Linked DNA regions of Zea mays: region 2 is linked to region 1. Evidence: chromatin contacts called from public Hi-C data. All regions are on one chromosome and are shown on one strand. The core of a region is the stretch at or near the end of the contact, and the rest is flanking DNA. Distances in the headings are between cores, read along the strand shown. Region 1 holds the start of LOC100383870 (Putative clathrin assembly protein). Region 2 has its middle 130 kb from the start of LOC100278031.

What was found. Hi-C and Micro-C count contacts between places; a contact is called where the count stands out from the background.
Region 2: a Hi-C map of leaf mesophyll shows a contact between it and region 1, with 2.6 times the contacts expected there. The contact joins the enhancer-like site here to the promoter of LOC100383870 in region 1. A contact is called at or near these places in 2 of 25 Hi-C or Micro-C datasets (leaf mesophyll and tassel).

The regions. Positions count from the first base shown.
Region 1 is chr5:89,434,936-89,438,496 of Zm-B73-REFERENCE-NAM-5.0, reverse strand. LOC100383870 (Putative clathrin assembly protein) reads left to right here and starts at 2,255. Exons shown (of 15, transcript NM_001176499.1): 1 at 2,255-2,430; 2 at 2,525-2,594; 3 at 2,715-2,812; 4 at 2,918-3,056; 5 at 3,155-3,282; 6 at 3,390-3,482. The coding sequence starts at 2,350. It overlaps LOC100283793 (fiber protein Fb15), which reads right to left and starts at 1,983. Exons shown (of 2, transcript NM_001156692.1): 1 at 1,517-1,983. The coding sequence starts at 1,827. The coding sequence ends at 1,552.
Region 2 is chr5:90,097,227-90,100,508 of Zm-B73-REFERENCE-NAM-5.0, reverse strand. No RefSeq gene overlaps it. Among protein-coding and RNA genes, the nearest start is that of LOC100278031, 130 kb to the right of the region's middle. Within about 2 kb of position 1,543, at least 15 of the 20 cell types and tissues checked have an H3K27ac peak or open chromatin away from gene starts, as enhancers often do. A contact at or near this core is called in leaf mesophyll and tassel, where this site is marked.

The sequences.
Region 1 (3,561 bases), core at 1,006-3,505:
ACCTGAAGAGGCACCAGTGCATATCGGAATAATTAGGCGTCCCGAGAATGTGAAGAGAGGTAGAGGTCGACCAACCTTGACGTGGACAGAGGCTGTGAAGAGGGACCTGAAGGAGTTGAATATTGATAAAGAGCTCGTCGTGGATAGGAAGGGGTGGAAGTGTGCAATTCACATGCCAGAACCCTGATTTGTAGTTTCGCTTTTCCTCCTTAATCGTTTGACCTTCTCTTGTGCCCCTTTAGATCTTGCTGGTTCTTGTGGGTTTTATCTCTTTTTATGTGTTTCCCCGTTTCGTCGTTTTTCGGTTCTCCTTTGCCTTTGTCTCCCTTTTCTCTTCTTTGGGGGTTGAGCTCTGAGGTTTTCATATGGGGTTTCATCTCTAGCCTACCCCTACGTGTTTGGGACAAAAAGGCTTTGTTGTTGTTGTTGTGTAATGGGCAGCGTTTAGGTCCCCTATACAAAGCGGGCCACACCAAGCTTCTATACCCTATGACACAAAGCTCGAGTTCAAACACAATTTGGCTATTTGGTTCAGGCCCTGTTTGGAACCCATAGAGCTAATTGTTAGCTAGCTAACAAATTATTAGCTGGGTTGAACCAGCTAATGAACTAATTATTAGCTATGGGTTAGCTAACAATTAGCTGGGTATTAGCTGAGGGTGTTTGGAACATCTACAACTAATTTTAGCAGCTAGCTCTAAAGGTTCCAAACAGGGCCTTAGAAACAGATATATTTTCTCACTTCCACAGACAGAGCCCTACAGGTCAATGGTACATTTGTTGGAAGTCAAACAAAAAAACTGGAATCAAATTGCTGGAAATAGTAAGTTTTCATAAGGCTTCTTCAACAAAGCAGTAAACCTATTTGCTAACTAACCATTTCACATATCTCCAGATGTTGACTCAGACTTTTACACTCAACAAGACGAGTAGCACAAATTCGAAGTGAATTAAGGAGACAGATCTGTTAAGCAGGAATCCATTGTTGCGCTGTGATATGACAGTCACACATCTGAGTTTCCTGAGCAGGTACACACAATATAGATAAACAAAACTACAGCAGTACGATCAATAAAAAAATGTGATCACAAGCCAATAGTTAGATGCAATACATGAATATTTTTTAAAGACTGCAATCCATGAACACCCGATTTAAATTTGCCTGCATTCATCGTCAACTGAATCCCTGCACCCCTTGCGAGCAGAATGGGTGCGAAGGATAGCTCAAAATTTCTAGGGAAAGGCGCACTACATTGCACAAACACAAGCAAATAATCATCGGTAAAACTAGCGGCCGTAGGCAAATATTAATCACAACAAACACACCGATCTATAGCCAGCAATGCTCTGCACTAAGGCCTATCGCGTGCCGAATGTGCAAGGCTTGAACTCGTCCATCCAGATGCAATTAGTCGAGAGCAAGCTGGTCGGATCGGATCGGAGCGATCCGCGGTGCGCCAGCCACGGCCAGATCGGATACTATTGGGAAAGGAGAGACAGGGAGCCGCGGACTCACCTCCCGCGCTGCCGGCGAGGGACGGGGCAGCGGATCTAGTGCTTCCCACCGGTCCTCTCCATCTCCTCGAGGTGGGCGAGGTGGGCGCGCTCCCAGGGCAGATTGACGAAGTAGGAGAAGATCATCCCTCCGATGCAGACGTGGTAGAGAGGGTCCGGCGAGCTCGTGTCGATGTACTTCTCGATGTAGCGGTCGACGGCCTGGTCGGCGCTCTTCTTGACGTTGTCCCAGGTCAAGCGCGGCTTCAGGTAAGCCGGCACGTCGCGGACCTTCATGCTCCGGATCTCGTTGTACAGGGCACGCAGCGCCATGGCTGGCTGGTCTCTCGGCTCCGGGCTCTCTCGCTCGCTAGGGTTTGCTCGTCGGCGTGGGTGGGTGGGGATGGGGAGTAAGGGAAAGGGGAATTTGTTGGAGGAATCGAGAGATGGGGGTTCTTGGGCCGGGCCGGGCCGGGCCGGGCCTGTGTTGACTCGTGTAGTTGCTGGGGCATGGCATTTTAAGCCATGAGGCCCACGTAAGGCCCACAAGGCAGAGACGGCGGAGCGCGTCTGTCTTCGTCCTCCTCCCTCCCACATCCCACGCATACCGGTTCGGGCAGATACAAATGGCGGCAAGGCATCCCTCGTTCCCTCTCTTTCTCCCTCTGCTGGACCACCGCCACCAACCGCAGGCTAAAATTAGCGAGAGAGGTGTGCGGTGGGAAGGCGTGCAGGTATGGGGGGAAGCAGCAGGGGGTGGCGGCGAGGTGGCATTAGAGATTGGAAGGAGGGAGGGAGGAGGCGAGGTGAGAGAGGACGAAGAGGGCGCATCGTGGGTTGGGTGATCACGGCCTGATGGGGTCGTGGCGCAAGGCCTACGGCGCCCTCAAGGACTCCACCAAGGTCGGCCTCGCCAAGGTCAACAGCGAATTCAAGGTGAGCCATGGCGATCGCGATCCGGTTACCGTGGATTCCGAGTTCTCACCAACTGTCTGTCTGATGCCCTCTCTGTTTGTCTGGGAAAAAAAAGGAATTGGATATTGCAATTGTGAAGGCAACCAACCATGTTGAATGCCCTCCCAAGGAACGGCACGTCAGAAGTGAGTACTAGTCATCCTGTCCCCCCTCCGTCTTCTACATTGGATGGATCTTCCTTCCTGTCCCACCCCCCACCCCACCCCCAATTTGTGTGGCATTCTGATTCTCGTCTTGCGGCGCAGAAATACTCTTGGCGACCTCAGCAAACCGCCCTCGCGCAGACCTCTCGTACTGCATATACGCATTGTCAAGGAGATTGTCCAAGACAAAGAACTGGATAGTGCGTGTTCTTCCTCGTTGCCACTTTTTACTGATGATTCCTTCGACCGCGCCATGTGTCGAACCCATGGTTTTAACTAACGCATATCCAACGTTCGCGTCACAGGTTGCGCTCAAGACATTGATAGTGGTGCATAGGCTTCTGAGGGAGGGCGATCCCATGTTCAAGGAAGAGTTCCTGGCCTACTCATCCAGAGGGAACATCTTGCACATAGCCAATTTCAAGGACGACTCGAGCCAGTCAGGCGAGTTTCTTGTACTACCATCCTGCTGGCTGGGAGTCTCTGTAATTTCCGTTGCCCTGCCGAATGATGAACCAATCCATCCATCCTTGACTTGTCAGCTTGGGATTGCTCCGCATGGATTCGCGCCTATGGATGCTTCCTGGAGGAACGGCTCGAGTGCCTCAGGGTTCTCAGATACGACATCGAAACCGAGCGTCTCGTCAGATATCCCCAGACTTCCAGCAAGGTCCTCTTTTTCTGTCTTCTGAAATTTGATGCACGGCACTTTGATGGTGTAGAGACTTTTCGTCTTATGGCTGTGTACATGTTCCGTCATCCTGAAAAAAAAAACAGGTACATAGTAAAACCAGGACCCTGCCTAGCCCGGAACTCTTGGAGCAGTTGCCTGCACTGCAGCAGCTGCTTTTCAGGGTTGTCGGCGTCCAGGTCTGACACGCCAAACCTCTCCTGCTAGGCTTTCTTAATAAGTTGTTTAAGCTTGCTTGTTGAATGCCTGTTGCACTAG
Region 2 (3,282 bases), core at 294-2,793, 660 kb before region 1:
CAAAATTACGAGCTCGCTTTTGATTATGCTCTTCTCCACTTCATAGCACTAACAAAATGACATGATGCTGCCTTTTACTACCTCCTCCATTCAAAAAAAAGTTAACAGTGTCATATATTTATGACGCTGTGTCAGCTGCTAGTACTGTGAAACTGGATTTGACCCTCAAACTAAAGCTGCTAGTGGCTCATATATATATGTCTCTCGCGAGGCATGTGGAAGATGGAAAGTGTGTGTTGTTTAAAAGTTGCTATACGCATGGCATGGCAGTGTTAGGACATGTAGGTTGCGCTTGAGGAGATTTGAGCTGATCAGTGTGCAGTGGGAGTCAACAATGGCTGCCCATCATGGCGCAAAAACGAAGGGTCTAGCCGCCAAAGTGAAGGTGCTTTCCTTGCATGCAGCAATCAGCATGCTCGTCGACCTCAAGTGTCCTTGCATTTGTCCCCTAACCACTGCACTGTCTGTAGGGGGCACCTACTCGCGGCGTGAGATCTCTCTGGTGAGCAGCGTGGCAGCTCATGCAGCCATGCAGTGCCTGCTGGGGGAAGGATGAGGACGGTCGGTCTGAGATGGTCATGGAGGGCAGCAGTGGAGCGACACTGCCTCTGTGACTGTGAGGAAGAAAGTGCTCTTTTATACGTATGTATGTAGAGAATGTTGTACTGTTGACATGTGGATTCCATAGACGACATGTGGACTGTCAAGAAAACAGTGTACTGGATGATCCTTCAGTTCCTCGGTATATATAGCAATAACTAGAGTCCATGTACGTGTCCCCTGAATAATATATGAAAACAAAAAAAAATTCTGGTTGAAAACTGTTAAACACAAACTCGTTTCTTGTGATCCAATCCAAATAGGTCAGCGACAAACCACATTCCCTGTCAGCAATAGAATATTTTGTTCTCATCCTCTCAAATTTATTTCAGTATCAAATAAGCGCTCAATATAGGTTGATAGAGAGCCTGGCATGATAACAGTGACGAATAAAAGGGGACATGTTTAACAGCTATATATTTGCTATAGAAGCAACAAAATGTATTATCATTCTAATCCTCCACTTACTCAGAACGACATTAATTGATATCACAATAAGCGTGCGTTCTCTGATGAACCTTCTGAGGACTAGGACTGTTGTGTCTTTGAAAAAAATCACACGTCTGATTAGTTGGTCATAGGAGTAGCATTATTTGTATAGTGTAATATTGTCACGCTTTTACAAGTTATTGACGAATGAGACCTACATAGCAGAAAAAAAATCTTGTCATAATTGTAGCTCTAAACCAAACGTATGCCTAACTTGCTAACATTAGACGTGGTAAATTGTGGAAGATGAATCAACAAACCAAACAGCCCTTAAGAAACCGACTATTTCGATGTCCATTATTTCGGTTCGGTGTTCAGTGCACACTGATCACCGAAATTTCCTTGCCCCTTACAACTCGCACCACGAGTCGCTGTTGTCGCTCTGTGCATCTTGCTTAGACCTGCTTCGAAGCCCATGTTGTTGGCCTGCTGCCGCCGCGGTTTCTTGACCGTAAAGAAAGAGTGCTGGGCTGTAAGAGCGTTGGCTTGTTGAGCTGGGATGGCGAGTGGCCCATGTGATCTATGTACTCTTTCTTTACTTTTTGGTTTATATGGTATATTTCTTTTTTTATATTTTTATACTACTTTCATTTATTTTTTTATTTTACTCTACTTAATTAATTTCTTAAGTTTTTTTCTTCTATTTATTTTGCCTTTCATTTTCTCTTTTCTTTTTATTTTATCTGTTTCATGTATTTCATTAAATTACTCTAATAATTTATTTTTATTAATTATTTTCAATTTGTTTGTTTGTTTTTTTACTTACATGAAATACATATCATATGTATATGTTGTACATGTTTTTTTTAAAAAATTATTCTAGATTTTAGTTTTCCTTTCCATCTAGTTTATTTTGGTTTGATTATTTATTTCTATAAATATTGTGTTCGTGAGATGCTGCATGATCTTGATTCTTTACATAGGATCCATATAAGGCTAGATATCGAGCTAGCTTGGCTTGGCTCAACTCGTTAAGGAACCGAGCCAGAGAACCGACTCGGGTTGGCTCGTTTTCTAGATCAAGCTGGCTCATTTAGCTCACGAGTCATAGAAAAGCTATATACATACATATATATGCCAACATAATCAGTTGCTCGTTAACTCTAAACCAATTTAACATCACTAGCATATAGGTCGTGTTAACACTACGATCCTGAAGAGTGGAGTAGTCGATGACGGCAACAACGCGAGTGAAGGAAGGGGGAGGGGCGGTGGTGTCAAAGGGGAAGAAGGGGTAGGCTGGGGGCGGCGGGGTCGCCGGGAAGGAGGAGGGGGAGGGGGAGGGTTGATCTAAATAATATTGTCTATTAGATTTGAGTGGGTAAGAGAGAGGTTTATACAACGATCTGAAATGTTGGTCTTGATTGTGTGTTAAGATTGGTGTTTTTTGGTGGATTTAGTGGATGCTATAGGTGTGGGTGTCAGTTGGCTAAGGGTCTGTTTGGTTGGGCTGTGGCTGTGGAAAAAGTTGCTGTGGGCTGTGAGCTGTGGAAAAAGCTGCTGTAGGCTGTGTGCTGTTAAAAAGCTAAAAATCGTTTGGTGGAAACCACTAAAAATCGTTAAAATTTCTTCGATATATGTTTTCACAGTTCCATCCAAAAGCCACTAAAAGCAGGTCTAGGGGTGCTTTCAGTTTTGCACTACGAGAAAGTCGGCTTTTAGAAAAAGCTGCTTCCTGGATTCAGCCCTTTGGTTGGCTTTTGGCTTTTAGGGGGCAAAAGCCAAAGCCAAAAGCCAAACCAAACACACCCTAAGTTTTGTATAGTTTAAATTGGTGGATTATATAGTGCATTAGATAAAGGAGTAATGTTGCTCATATTTTTACAGACCACATTAATTTAACAACAAACTAACATAGTTCACTCATCTGTTCATTCAACATAAGTACGCAATACACATGTTCACTAGTTTAACTCGCATACACAATTACACATACCAGTTTACCACATGCCACAAGCACATATATGTAAACATGTTCATCTGTTCATGCGTAAATGATATGTAACGCAATGCAACAATCTAGTATACAAAATTTTAAACACTAGGCCATCAAACCCAAGTAGTCATCAATGAGGCTAGCTAGGGGTGGGCGTTCTGGTTACCCGAAAAATTTGGGCTGGGTAATTTAGGTAATTTAAATTTTGGATTCTAAGAATCGGTACTCGAAATTACAACGGGTTTTACAATACCCGA